Regions from separate parts of the Capra hircus genome. Here region 1 is linked to region 2. The links are chromatin contacts, called in public Hi-C maps. All regions are on one chromosome and are shown on one strand. The core of a region is the stretch at or near the end of the contact, and the rest is flanking DNA. Distances in the headings are between cores, read along the strand shown. Region 1 holds the start of CCDC9 (coiled-coil domain-containing protein 9). Region 2 overlaps SAE1 (SUMO-activating enzyme subunit 1).

What was found. A called contact is a pair of places that touch in the nucleus more often than the background predicts.
Region 1: a contact with region 2 is called in a Hi-C map of blood, with 3 times the contacts expected there. The contact joins the promoter of CCDC9 here to the enhancer-like site in region 2. A contact is called at or near these places in 3 of 5 Hi-C or Micro-C datasets (blood and liver).

What each region holds. Positions count from the first base shown.
Region 1 is chr18:55,298,419-55,304,066 of ARS1.2, reverse strand. It overlaps CCDC9 (coiled-coil domain-containing protein 9), which reads right to left and starts at 3,172. Exons shown (of 12, transcript XM_018062666.1): 1 at 3,065-3,172; 2 at 1,425-1,498; 3 at 1,193-1,297. The coding sequence starts at 1,427.
Region 2 is chr18:55,226,689-55,233,198 of ARS1.2, reverse strand. All of the region lies in intron 5 of SAE1 (SUMO-activating enzyme subunit 1), which reads right to left. Among named protein-coding and RNA genes, the nearest start is that of SAE1, 25 kb to the right of the region's middle. Within about 2 kb of position 4,553, at least 2 of the 5 cell types and tissues checked have an H3K27ac peak or open chromatin away from gene starts, as enhancers often do.

The DNA.
Region 1 (5,648 bases), core at 1,923-4,422, 72 kb before region 2:
TACTCTGGGTCAGGGATATCTGTCTGCTTTGTTCACTGATATATATCCCAAGCCTGGAACACTGCCTGGCACACAACAGAGGCTCAACATCCTTTTTTTTTTTTTTAAATGAATGAATTCATGAAGAATGAACAGATGAAACCTACTCCTCCTCCTATCTCAGGGACAGCCCCAACACCTACTCTGGCACCTGTGACAGGGACCTGGGCCTCATCCTGGATCCTCTCCTCACCTCCTGCCACCGCCCATCAGTCACTGAGTCCCTCCCAACAGCCCTGTCCCAGGCCAGGCACCTCCTCTCCCTACGGCCCCCCACCCCTCGCCCCCTGCGAAGTCCCTGCCCCAGTATCCTGTCTCCAGTGTCCTCTCCTCCCATCTTCCACCACACAGCAACCAAAGGAGTCGTCCTACAAACCTATCCTGACCTGGCCCCACTTCCACTCAAAGCCCTCGATGGCTCCCCAGTGTCCTTAGGGAAAAGTCCAAACTCTTAGCCTTATGGCCTGCACGGCCAGGCCCCAGCGGGTCTCTGCAGGTCAATATCCTCCATCTGACCCTCCAACTTTAAGCTCCAAGTTTCTGCACAAACTGTCCCCTCTGTGCGGAGTGTTCTGCTCTCCTTTTCAGCTAGCTGGGACTTCCCTGCTGGTCTAGTGGTTAGGAGCCCCTGCTCCACTTCCATGGGCCTGGGTTCAGTCCCTAGTCAGGGAACTAAGACCCCCACAAGACATGCGGTGCAGCAAAAAAAAAAAGACCGGCTAACATCTACTCACCTTTCGAGTCTCAGAATCCCCTCCTCCAGGAAGTCCTCCTTAATATCCCCCAGGCTGGGTGAAGAGCCCCACCTGGGCTCTCACAGAACCCTGAGCTCCTCCATCCCAGGCTGGCCCACTTGCTCATCACTGACTGAAGCCATGGCTGGGCCCCTACTGGCCTGTGAGCCCTGGAAAGGCAGGCCCGGGGTCCCCTCCATCACCGCTGCCGCCCCAGTGCCACTAAGCAATGGGCCCTGATGAATACTTGTGAAGAACAAACCAATGATGGAATGAAAGGAGGAATCCCAGGCTAAGACCCTCGGCTTTTACCCTGACAGTGATGAGGAGTCATGAAAAGGTTTTAAGGAAGGAGAGGTGAGGGAAACTCACTGCGGGGAGGAGAGGGGATGGGGTCTCCCAGGGTGGGGCTAGGGCACCTGGTAGCGCCGGATGAGGGCCTCATTCTTCCGCCGAAGAGCCTCGATCCTCTTGTCCAGCTCAGCATCCTTCTCCTCCTTCGATTTCAGATCCAGTGTGGCTGACTGAGAGGGGCGGACAGTTAAGAGGCTGGAAACCTCTACCTGCCCCAGGGTCTGCGGGCCGAGAACCTCTCCTCCCAAGCCCCCTGCCCCAAAGCTCAGATCTCAAAGACCCCACTTTTCTTCTCACCATTCCACTGGCAGAGTGGGGCCTCGGTCCCAGCAAACCTCCCCTGCAGAATCTGGACACAGCACTGGGGGCTCCTGAGGGCAGAGGGAACAGAAGCACTAAGGCCAATGGCGCCACTCAATCTGTCTCTTCCTGTTCCAGACTGGGGGCTCCTCAAACGTGCACACACACCCCTTCACTCCAACACACACACACACACACACACACACACACACTCACTCCAAAGGAATTCTCGCCCAGTCTCTCTTCTTGAAGCCCCTCTTCTAGTCCACCCCCTACCAAGAAAAGTTTAGACTCAGTACTCTCAAGAGGGTTTTGGACCCATCTATTCTTCTGTAAACAATGTAGTCACACACACCCTGGGAAAGTTCTGGGCCCGCCCCACCACTTAGGGAAACACCCCACACTGCTCCCTTTAAAATGAAAATCCTAGTTCAGTCTCCACACCCCTGTGCTGGGAGTTTAAAACCCAGGCCTCTACCCCAAGAGAACTTTAGGATGAGCCTCTCCCACGACCTGCGCAATAAAGTCCGACTCCCCCTGCTCAATCTGGTGCTGCTTACATCCCGTTTAATAATCTACACCTAACACTTCCCCAGGAATTTCAGCGACGTCTTATAACCCAACACTCAAAAAATAGTCCGAGCCCCATTCCTATTCGTTGCCCCTACCCTCAGGGATATTAAAGCCCCGCCCCCAGCACCCCAACAAAGATTCCTCCAACAGACCCAGGCTTCCCGGGTCTGGTTTGGCCTCCTGGGTGAAGAGCCTCCCCGCCCAGGCGCAGACAAAACCGCCCCGCCCTCACGCGGCTTTCTAGGGAAAGGCTCCAGCCTCCACCCGGTCCGGAACGCCACAGCCCAGCCCCGAAGAGAGGCAAACTTTCCGGCCCCGCCTTTCCCGCCAAACCTCTGACCCCGCCCACACGCGCGTCACTAACCCCACCCCCTTCCGGCGTCCGACGGCCCCGGCCAACTTCCTGGCCCCGCCCACAGGAGCCCCAGGCAGCAGCCTAAGCCCGCCCCCTCCTCCTCGCCTTCTGGCACCGGTCCCGCCCCCGGCTCACCAGCCAACACTTTGGCCCCGCCTCCGATTTGCTAAGCCCAGCCTCTGGTCACGCCCCTGGCTCCGCCCCCGCCCCGCCCGTCAGTGTCTGGTCCCGTACCTAGAGCCCCTAAATTCTGGTTTAGCGGCCCGATTCCTGCGAAACTTTTTGGCTCCGCCCTACCGGCGCCTGGCCCCGCCCCGACCCTCAGGTCAGCCCCTGGCCCCGCCCCTGACTTCCTGGACCCACTTCCAGGACACGCGAAACTTTCCGGCCCCGCCCCTAGTCCTCAGGGTAATATTTGGCCCCGCCCCCAGCCCCAGCATAACTTTTTTCGGGCCCTCCCCAGCTGCCCACCAAAGCTCCGGATGCGTCCGGAGCCCGGCCCACCCAGGCCCTGCCCCGCCGACGGCCCGCCCCCTCAGCACCCTTCTAGCTTCCCATGTGGGCGTCCAGTCCCCGCCCCCCGCGGAGTACTCTGACCCCGCCCCCGCGGGCGGCGGGCTACCCTGCCAGCGCCGGCGCCCGCTCCCCCCACGTGGGGCGTCAGGCCCCGCCCTCTCCGGGCGCGCTCCCGGCCCCCTCCCCCGGTCACCTGTCCCGGAGACCCCGCGGCGTCCGCGACTCCGGCTCCGTCGGCCTCCGCGTCTGCAGCTCCCGGGCCACGCGCGTCACTTCCGGCCTGCACCACGTGAAGAAGGGAACTAAAGCGGGTTACTTCCGGTCTTGCAGGCCTGTTTCCGGGAACCTTAAAGGCGCGGCGCTCCTCCCCGCCAACACCCCCATCCTCCCAACCCCCCACGCCGGGTGGAGGCGGGAGTGGGTTGAGCGGGCGCACGGAGTGTTCTGCAAGCTTGTTCTACTGTCATCTACCTGAATGACCTCCTTCCAGGGAAAGGAAACACCATCCTCTCTCTGGTCTCCATTTGCGTCTCCTCTTTCCTGGTTCCTACAAGTAGGTGCCGGGCGCTGGACTGACTCTTGGAAGCCTGACCTGCCAGCTTGTGCTGGGAGGTGGGCGGGAGTCCCCCACCCTCCTGCCAGTGAAACTTTATAGTTAGTTGTAGGAGCTCACAGTTTTCAATGGAAAGAATCTCTTCTTCCTCTGAATCAGCATTGAGTGCCAGCTCTGTTCTGGGGGGATAGGGAAGTGGGGGTTAAGGTGATGAACAAGGCAGACCGCATCCCTGGACTCTTGAGGGAAGGCACAAGTACATGTGAAATGACAGAAAACAGAACTGTGGGGATTCTTGTGAGAGAGATGAGGCTAGACTGAGAGGGGGTGGCTGTCCAGGCAGGTGACACAGCCTGTGCAAAGGCCCTGTGGTGAGTGAACTGGTGCTTCTAGGGAACTGGAAGATGCTCAGAGGAGGATCTACTGGGTTTTCTACAGAGTCAAGAGGGTTACATACATTAAACAAAGCTTAGACATAATTTACCTATTGTTACAAGTGACGATAAATGCTATGGAACACCCTTACAGGAGGTGATGACAGTTGTAAGTGAGCAGACCAGATTTCCTGAGATTGCTGATGAATTTAGTTTGTGGTCTAAAACATGGGAAGGGAAAATACCTGGCAATGCACTGCCCCTATATGGTTATCATTAACAGCCTTTCAGAGACCTTCTCTACACATACAATTTAATTCTCTTAAAATCCCCCAAGAATTCCCTGGTGGGCCAGTGGGTAGGGCTGGGTGCTTTCACAGATGGGGCCCACGTTCAATCTCTGATCAGAAACTAAGATCCCACAAGCCTCAAGGCACAGACACAGAAATAAATAGATAAGTAAAAATTTTTCAAATGCCTACCAAAATCACTGCATCACCGGCTTCAATCATGTATTCAGTTTTGCCTCTTTGAGGTCTTCCTTGAAACCACTCGTTTGAAAATTTCGAAACCTCCCATGCTTTTCTCTTTCAGTTTTATGTCTCCATCTTACTGTTTACCCTCTAAACTACCGTGTTTCACTTTATTCTCTTGCTGTTCGGCCTCTTAAGTCATGTCCGACTCTTCAACTCCGTGGACTGCAGCACTCCAGGCTTCCCTGTCCTTCACTGTCTCCTGGAGTTTGCTGAAACTCATATCTGTTGAATCACTGATGCCATCCAACCATCTCATCCTCTGTCACCTTCTTCTCCTTCTGCCTCCAATCTTTCCCAGCATCAGGGTTTTTTTTCCAGTGAGTCAGTTCCTTGCATCAGGTGGCCAAAGAGTTGGCGCTTCAGCTTCAGCATCAATCCTTCCAGTGAATACTGAAGGTTGATTTCCTGTAGGATTGACTGTTTACTGACTTTTTCTCAACTATATTGTCTGTGTTATGTCCGCAGTACCTCCAACAGTGCGTCATACATAAGAGTCCCTCAAAACCTATTTGTTTAATGAATGAGTTTTTTTGGCAGGGGGTTGGAATTTAGGTCCCCGACCAGGAACTGAACCCTACCCTTGGCAGTGAGATCGAGGAGTCCTCACCACTGGACCACCAGGGAAGTCCCTGACTGAATCTTGGCTAGTACTATTATTTTCTTCCTTGTTTGTGAAACAAAATGTATGCCCTGAAATTCTATACCTTGAAGTTAGCCCATGGATGGTTGATTAGCTTTTAAACTGCCACGTGAAATTCTCTCCTACAGATGAGCCATAATTTAGTCCAACTGGTCTCGTGGATATTCAAGTTGTTTCCAACTGGGGAGGTTGCCAGCGATGCAGCATTGAATTTCTATAGGCGCATAGCTTGATGACTGCATGATCTGTGATCTTGTTCACAAAAGGGCTCCTAATGTCATGATTAAGGCTGTTGACTCTGAAGCCAGAAGATCTGGCTTTGAATCCTGGCTCTGTCATTTACCAACTGTGTGATCTTGGGCAACACGCATAGGAAACTTCTCTGGCCTTCATCTTCTCCATCTGTAAACGGAGATCATAACACCATCCTACTGTTTGTTGCACAGAATTCAATGGATTCATGAATTAATAGACACCCAGTGCTTGGCCTGAAATATTGTAAGTTCTCAATAAATGGAAACCATTCTTCTGTCTTCTAGGAAAGCAGATTGCTGAATCACAGGTTAATTCCCATTTTTATTTTCCAGGGGAAAAAAAGAATGAAGAGAGGTGGACCCAGGGTATGTAGAACCTGAAGTTTATACCAGTTGAAAACCCTCCTGAAAAAAAGAGTG
Region 2 (6,510 bases), core at 3,304-5,803:
CACGGCAAGGCAAAGCGAGGAAGACCTACCAGACAGCCACTTAAAAATCATGTTCTCCAATTGTATGCCAACTACAGCTCAATAAATAAAATAGAGTAGAACAGAAGCATGCTCTCCAAAGGAGACACAAAGATTTGAGGAGTGCTTATGAAAACACACGGAGTGAAAAAAGGAAAGACAACACATATATATATATGCCACATACATTAGGTCATTATGTATGTCTTGCATATATTTACATATATTAACTAGCACTCCAATTTATTATGCACATGCATAAAAAGAATAGTGACATTACTGGGTAGCAAGATTCACATTTTCTCAGTTTGTTCTATATTTTCCACATTGGAACTTGTGAAACCATTTTGTTTTCTGTGGGTTTTTTTTTTGGCTGTGCCGCATAGCATGTGGGATCTTAGTTCCCCAACCGGGGATCAAATCCATGCCTCCTGCAATGGAAGCATGGAATCTTAACCACTGGACCACTGGGGAAGTACCCTATTTTATTTTTAAAAATCAGGCTGAACATCTATAAGAAGTGATAAAGATCTGGATGTAAAGCAGCATGTAAATCAGAATTGAAACAACTTTTAAACTACAGATTTCGAGGTCTAATTTCCACACCTACTTATCAGAGACTATAGTTTTCAAAAGCATTTTAACAACTGACAACCACAACCCGAGACAGTTTTCACACTCGGCAGAGTGGCAAAAGAGCCCCAAGTTACCAAATGTTACTGTTACATGCTGCTGGGTTGGAATGTAAATAGAGAAAATGCCTTAAGACTTACTTTTTTAGAGTCTGGTGAAGTTGAAGGTGTGCACATTCTAATTCTCCTATGCCCTAGAGAAATCACACACCTACCCAAAGAGATTATCTATGCACGCACGTAACACTGACTGCAACACAATTTGTAACGGCAAAAACTTACATAGCTAAATGCCTATTAACAGGAGAATAAATAGTAATGTTTTCACACAACAAATACTCTGTGGTCAAAACAAATAAACAAAAAACCCACCGATAAAACTGTCTTGCAATGACTGTTGTCCAGGAGAACTTGCAATGATGACAAAAACACTCTGTATATGGGTGCTTTGCAATATGGATGCCACAGGCCGTGTGTGGTTACTGAGCATGTGAAATGTGGCTAGTGAGACTGCAGAACTAAATTTTTAAATTAAATTTTATTAATTTTAATTTGAATGGCCACACGCGGCTGGTGGCTACCATAATGGACAAAAGCTCCAGACCTACACACAAACACAGATGGCCTCACAAAGCTGCTCTTAAAAAGCATGTGGAATGGAGGAGGAAATGGCAACCCACTCCAGTATTCTTGCCTGGAGAATCCCGTGGACAGGGGAGCCTGGCAGACTACAGTCCATGGGGTCTCAAAGAGCTGGACATGACTTAGCAACTACACAGATATAGGAGAGACAGAAGTGTGATGGGACAAATTATGTGTATAGGATTAAGAGATGAAAAACTCCTATTTATAAAACAGCAGCAAGTTTATATTGTATCAGATAAAGAATTACAGCCATTATTGTATAATAACATTTGGTAGAGTATAATATGTAAAATACTGAATCACTGTGCTGTACACCTGATAGTATAATATTGTAAATCTACTGCAATTAAGAATAAAAAACTAAAAAAATAAAAGGTGAATTTCCCACAGAGAATTGTTAAGATTGTATTTTCTGGATGGTACAAGCCACCAGACATTTAATAAAGGGAGTATCTATGAACAACAAGAACAAAAAAGCATGTGAAACCAATTTTTAAGAAATTAAAAAGCACGCCAAACAATTCTGTATTGCTTGGAAACATAGTCGAGCAGGAAGAAGAAATGCATGGGAATGAGAAACATGACTGAGGACAGTGGTTACTCATGTGGGCGAGGGGCATCCAAGTGGCCGCAACCACCCAATAGTGTTTTCTGCTTTAAACTGGGTGGTGGTTTCATGGTGGTTTCTCTCTACATTCTTAATTTCTACCCTACAACATCACCTAGTAAGCATTATTCCATTGTTGAGATTACAAACACATGATGAAAACACCATGCCAAGCCGGCCTATATCCACTCTCTGGACACCTTAGTAAATCCTCAAAAGTGTGCCAGCAGACCTGAGGAGACAGAGAAAGAACACGCAGATCGGTGCAAGCGTCCTGGAGACCTTCCGCTTATTAAGGTGGACAGTGTTTGCTTGAGTGTTGTGTTTTATGACTTGCACTGATGTCACATGATTTTTGTGTCTCAAATATCACACACACACACTGTGCTGTGATGCTGGCAGGGACTTCTATTCCTCATCCATAGAACCGAGAAACTTCTCTCCGATGAGACAAGGCACCAGCAGCACCCGCTCCAAAACTCTTCTACCTGGGAAACCTGCCATCAGCTTCCCACCAAGTCCTCTGCAATGTACACCCTGCCCCCTCCCTGCCTGCCCCCAACCACAAACATACCAAGTCACTCTGACAGGGAGTTTTGAACCTCTCTGGCCTGCAGGTTCTGGTCCAGGCAACAACTCAATAACAGACTTCTACACATTCTTCACCAAGAACCTCATCTTCTTTAAAAGTCTGTTCTCAGCTCAGTTCAAATAAGCTCAACTATGAGAACTAACATACTATAACACTAATCAATTTATTCAATCACAAAGAAAGTTAAATCCTTTCTAACTGATGAACAAATCCTTTTTACAACAACAATAATCTCCCAAGTTGGGTCATCTTATGCTTCCTGTACACTGAACACACATGTCCTGAACACGCATGTGTGGGCACTGCACTAGGAACACAGCTGGGAACCAAACTCCCCAGCCCAGGTTGAATGGAGTTTGCGTGAACGAGGGAGGCACTGCCAAGTCATCTGAGGGGCAACGGGTGCTGCCATCAACGTGCCAGAGGAGAGGTGGAGCCACTAGCCAGCCACCAGGAATGTTGCTGTAAAGATGGGGCTGAGAGGAGGATGCGAGTTGTCAACAAATAAATGGCTCATAAAGGAGAAATCAAAGCAATGAATCACTCTTCAACTGTGGAATTTCACAACTAATTCATGAAAAAGGGACTTCCAGGGCCAAAATTAGTCACCCACTACTTCAGAAGGGGTAAAATTAAGTCTATTTCTTAGCATGTCAGAAGCAAATCTTTATGTTTAATCTTTAAAAAGCTATCACAGAGAGTATCCACCCCCAAGAATCTATCCACTCCTGTCCGGCAGCCCCCTAACAATAAAGAAACATGGGCAGCAACATGGGAGCACACTGGTGGTCATTCATCCTGAAAGTTTTCAGAAGTGACCCTGATTTTCACACACTTCAGCCTGGCATCCTCACCCAACTTCAAGTCATCCTGGAAACTCCAAGGGGCTGCGCCTTGTGGTGATAAAGCGCCCCTGCACCCTCGGCCACCCCCCGTGTTCTCCCCTCCCTGTGTCAGCCTCTCAGTCATGTCTGACTCATTGTGACCCCATGGACTGTAGCCGCCAGGCTCCTCTGTCTATGGGAGTCTCCAGGCAAGAATACTGGAGTGAGTTGCCATTCCCTTCTCCAGGGGGTCTTGACCCAGGAATCGAACTCAGGTCTCCTGCAGTGTAGGCAGATTCTTTACCATCTGAGCCACCAGGGAAGCCCACCCAGTCCTTCCTCTGACACAGCTGTGTGATCTCAGGCAGGTCCCTTAACTTCTCTGGGCTTCAGGGTCTGCTGTAAATGGAGATAAGACAACTAACGTACTTCCCTGCACCCGATGCAGTGCCTTGTACACAGTAGGCATTTTGTAACTCACAGATACAGAAAGAACTGGCTGTTTGGAGCCAGGGAAGTCAGAGTCGTTCTGTCTCAACATCTGAGCTTTTTCTTGACCCTGTTTCCTGTGACTGGCTGCTGATCCTGGCTTGGGTGCTTGCAAGACTGTTCTTCACATTTCAACTCTGACAACTCTTCCTCAGGGAAACCTTTCCAGACACTTCCTCGTCATAAAACCGCTGCCATCTCCTTTACGTGCTGTATATGGTACCCACTTCACGCCTGTGCCCAAGACCTGTTTCTGGGGAAATCTCTCTGATGACTCCTCCTGGGCACCAAAGGAAGCACACAGTGTCCTGAGCACCAGTCTCTGGGCTGGGCATCTGCCCGCCACTGTAGTTCTCACCTTCGCACAGGTGCTAGAAAGGCCTGGCCAAGCATCTTCCTAGACGGTGTGAAAACCACAGCTCTGTTTTTCCTCTTTGTTTTTTAACGTTTCTAATTTCGGAGCACAATGTGTACCTTCAAGCACAAGTGGGTGTACAACATAGGGTTGAACCTAAGGAAAGGGGGGAGGGGAAGGGAACCCTCACCAGAAGCCTTTCACAGGAAACAGGAAGTGGCTGCTTCCCCACCCCCATCCTGCAAGGCTGAGCATAGCCCAACTAGTTGAAAGGGCAGAATCTAAACCCAGGGATTTTTGAATTGGAGGAAAACTTCGGAACTGTGGAGCAGTCACTGACAAAATGGAGACAGCACATTCTCGCAAGGTGGCCGAGCCCCAGCCTGGCCCCAGCCTTCTGCAGCTCCCGGGGCAGCCACACAAAGACAAGGTTTGGAATCCCGGAGATTGTCATGAGGAATGCCCTGCATGCCTCACGACCTTCACGGCTCAGGGCTGGAATCCAAGCCTGAATTGTCCCCGTGAAACAGCTGACTAACAATGTCAGCTGGGGAATATTTTGATACCTTCAAATTGGGCCCTGTGGAGGAAGAGGCTACACAAAGAGCTGTGTGCCTGAAGAGCCCGCAGAATGGTACGCAGAGGCCACCCAGGGCCTGCCAGGCTGCCCACATTCTCCTCATAGCTCGCTAAAGTGGCTCCCAAAAGAGGTTTCCAGATTCGCCCCAGTGGGCACCAGCAGACTGACTCCCAGGAAACTTCCCGCTGTGCAGGGCTCACAAAGCTAGGGCTCTCTCTATTTGAATGTGAAAGGCCCGCCTCAATCAGAGAAGGCCCTTAAGCCATAAAACCCTTCACACCAAGGCCAAGTGTCACACTTGTAAGAGGGTGTGATTTATAAATTGACAGCACCCACAAAGCTGCTTTTGTCCTCCTCCCTTAGTTAACAATTTATCTCCCCCAACCAAACTCACGGAGCCATTCAGATAAAGCTTGACTGGGCCTCAAGAAGAAAGAAAGAAAGGAAGAAAGAAAAAGACGCAAGTTTTGGCCAAAACACTAATGTTCGCTCTGGATAATTATGGTCCTGTGAATAGACACTAAAATTAGGGCTTAATAATTCCTCTGTATCGCACTCACAGCATCGAACTATTCCAACACAAACATAAAAAGCAAGAGAAAGAAAATCTCCAATGCAGCCTTGCTGGAAACTCAAGAGTTCCACTTCTGTGGTTTTCTGCAGTCTCTTTTGTGGTTTCTGCACTCTTAGAATCCCCCCTTTAGAGCAATTTTAACTCAACGCCCTGACCAGCTGTTTTTTTTTTCTCAACGTTTAAATCTACAAAGTAAAGAGTAAACATGGGCTTGGCCATGTCTTTCCTCTTGGTTTAACAAAACCAATTCTGGCCACTTGGATTTGTTTTCCTCATCGCATGAATTCCCTTCTCAAATTCCAACACTAGCTATGAAACCATCATCTATCTACTGATTCCCGTTCCACTCTTTCTTATATAAAATGAATTATGGTACCAATCCTAACATAAACTACGTTAAAAAAAAAAATATATATATATATATATATACACCTGAGAACACTTGTCAATATCAAGACCTTTCTTCTTAAAAGGTTATTTGGTGGGGAAAAAAACAAAAACTTTATTTTAAAAAGGCAATAAGCAATTCAAGTTTAAACTGTCTCCCTGCCCATTAAGGAGCCTACTAAATTGTCTACCAATTTGAAAACAAAAAAATCTGTACAAGAGTAATGGCTTGTGCTCAACAACAGTCTTCTTTATGCTACTCCATACACCAAAGGTTCAAACTGCTGGCCCACAGAGCAGGTAAGTAAGGAGGGCACACATTCTCTTTAGTCTCTACACGGTGCAAGGGAACAGCGTGCAAAAAGGCTGCTGGCATTAACAAGTCTGGGACAGAGCATATGAAAAAAATCTACATTTCTCACTCTCTTGAAAAATCACATCTGGGCATCACTAGGTTCACATTTTCTCCAGAAAAACATCTACTTCTTCTTCATTGACTATACTAAACCCTTTGATTGTGTAGATCACAACGAACTGTGGAAAATTCTTAAAGAGATGGCAATACCAGGCCACCTTACCTGACCCTGAGAGAAGCAACAACTAGAACCAGACATGGAACAACAGATTGGCTCCAAATTGGGAAAGGAGTACGTCAAGGCTGTATATTGTCACCCTGCTTATTTAGCTGATATGCAGAGTACACCATGTGAAATACCAGGCTGGATGACTCACAAGCTGGAATCAAGATTGCCAGGAGAAATATGAACAGCCTCAATTATGTAGATGATACCACTCTAATGGCAGAAA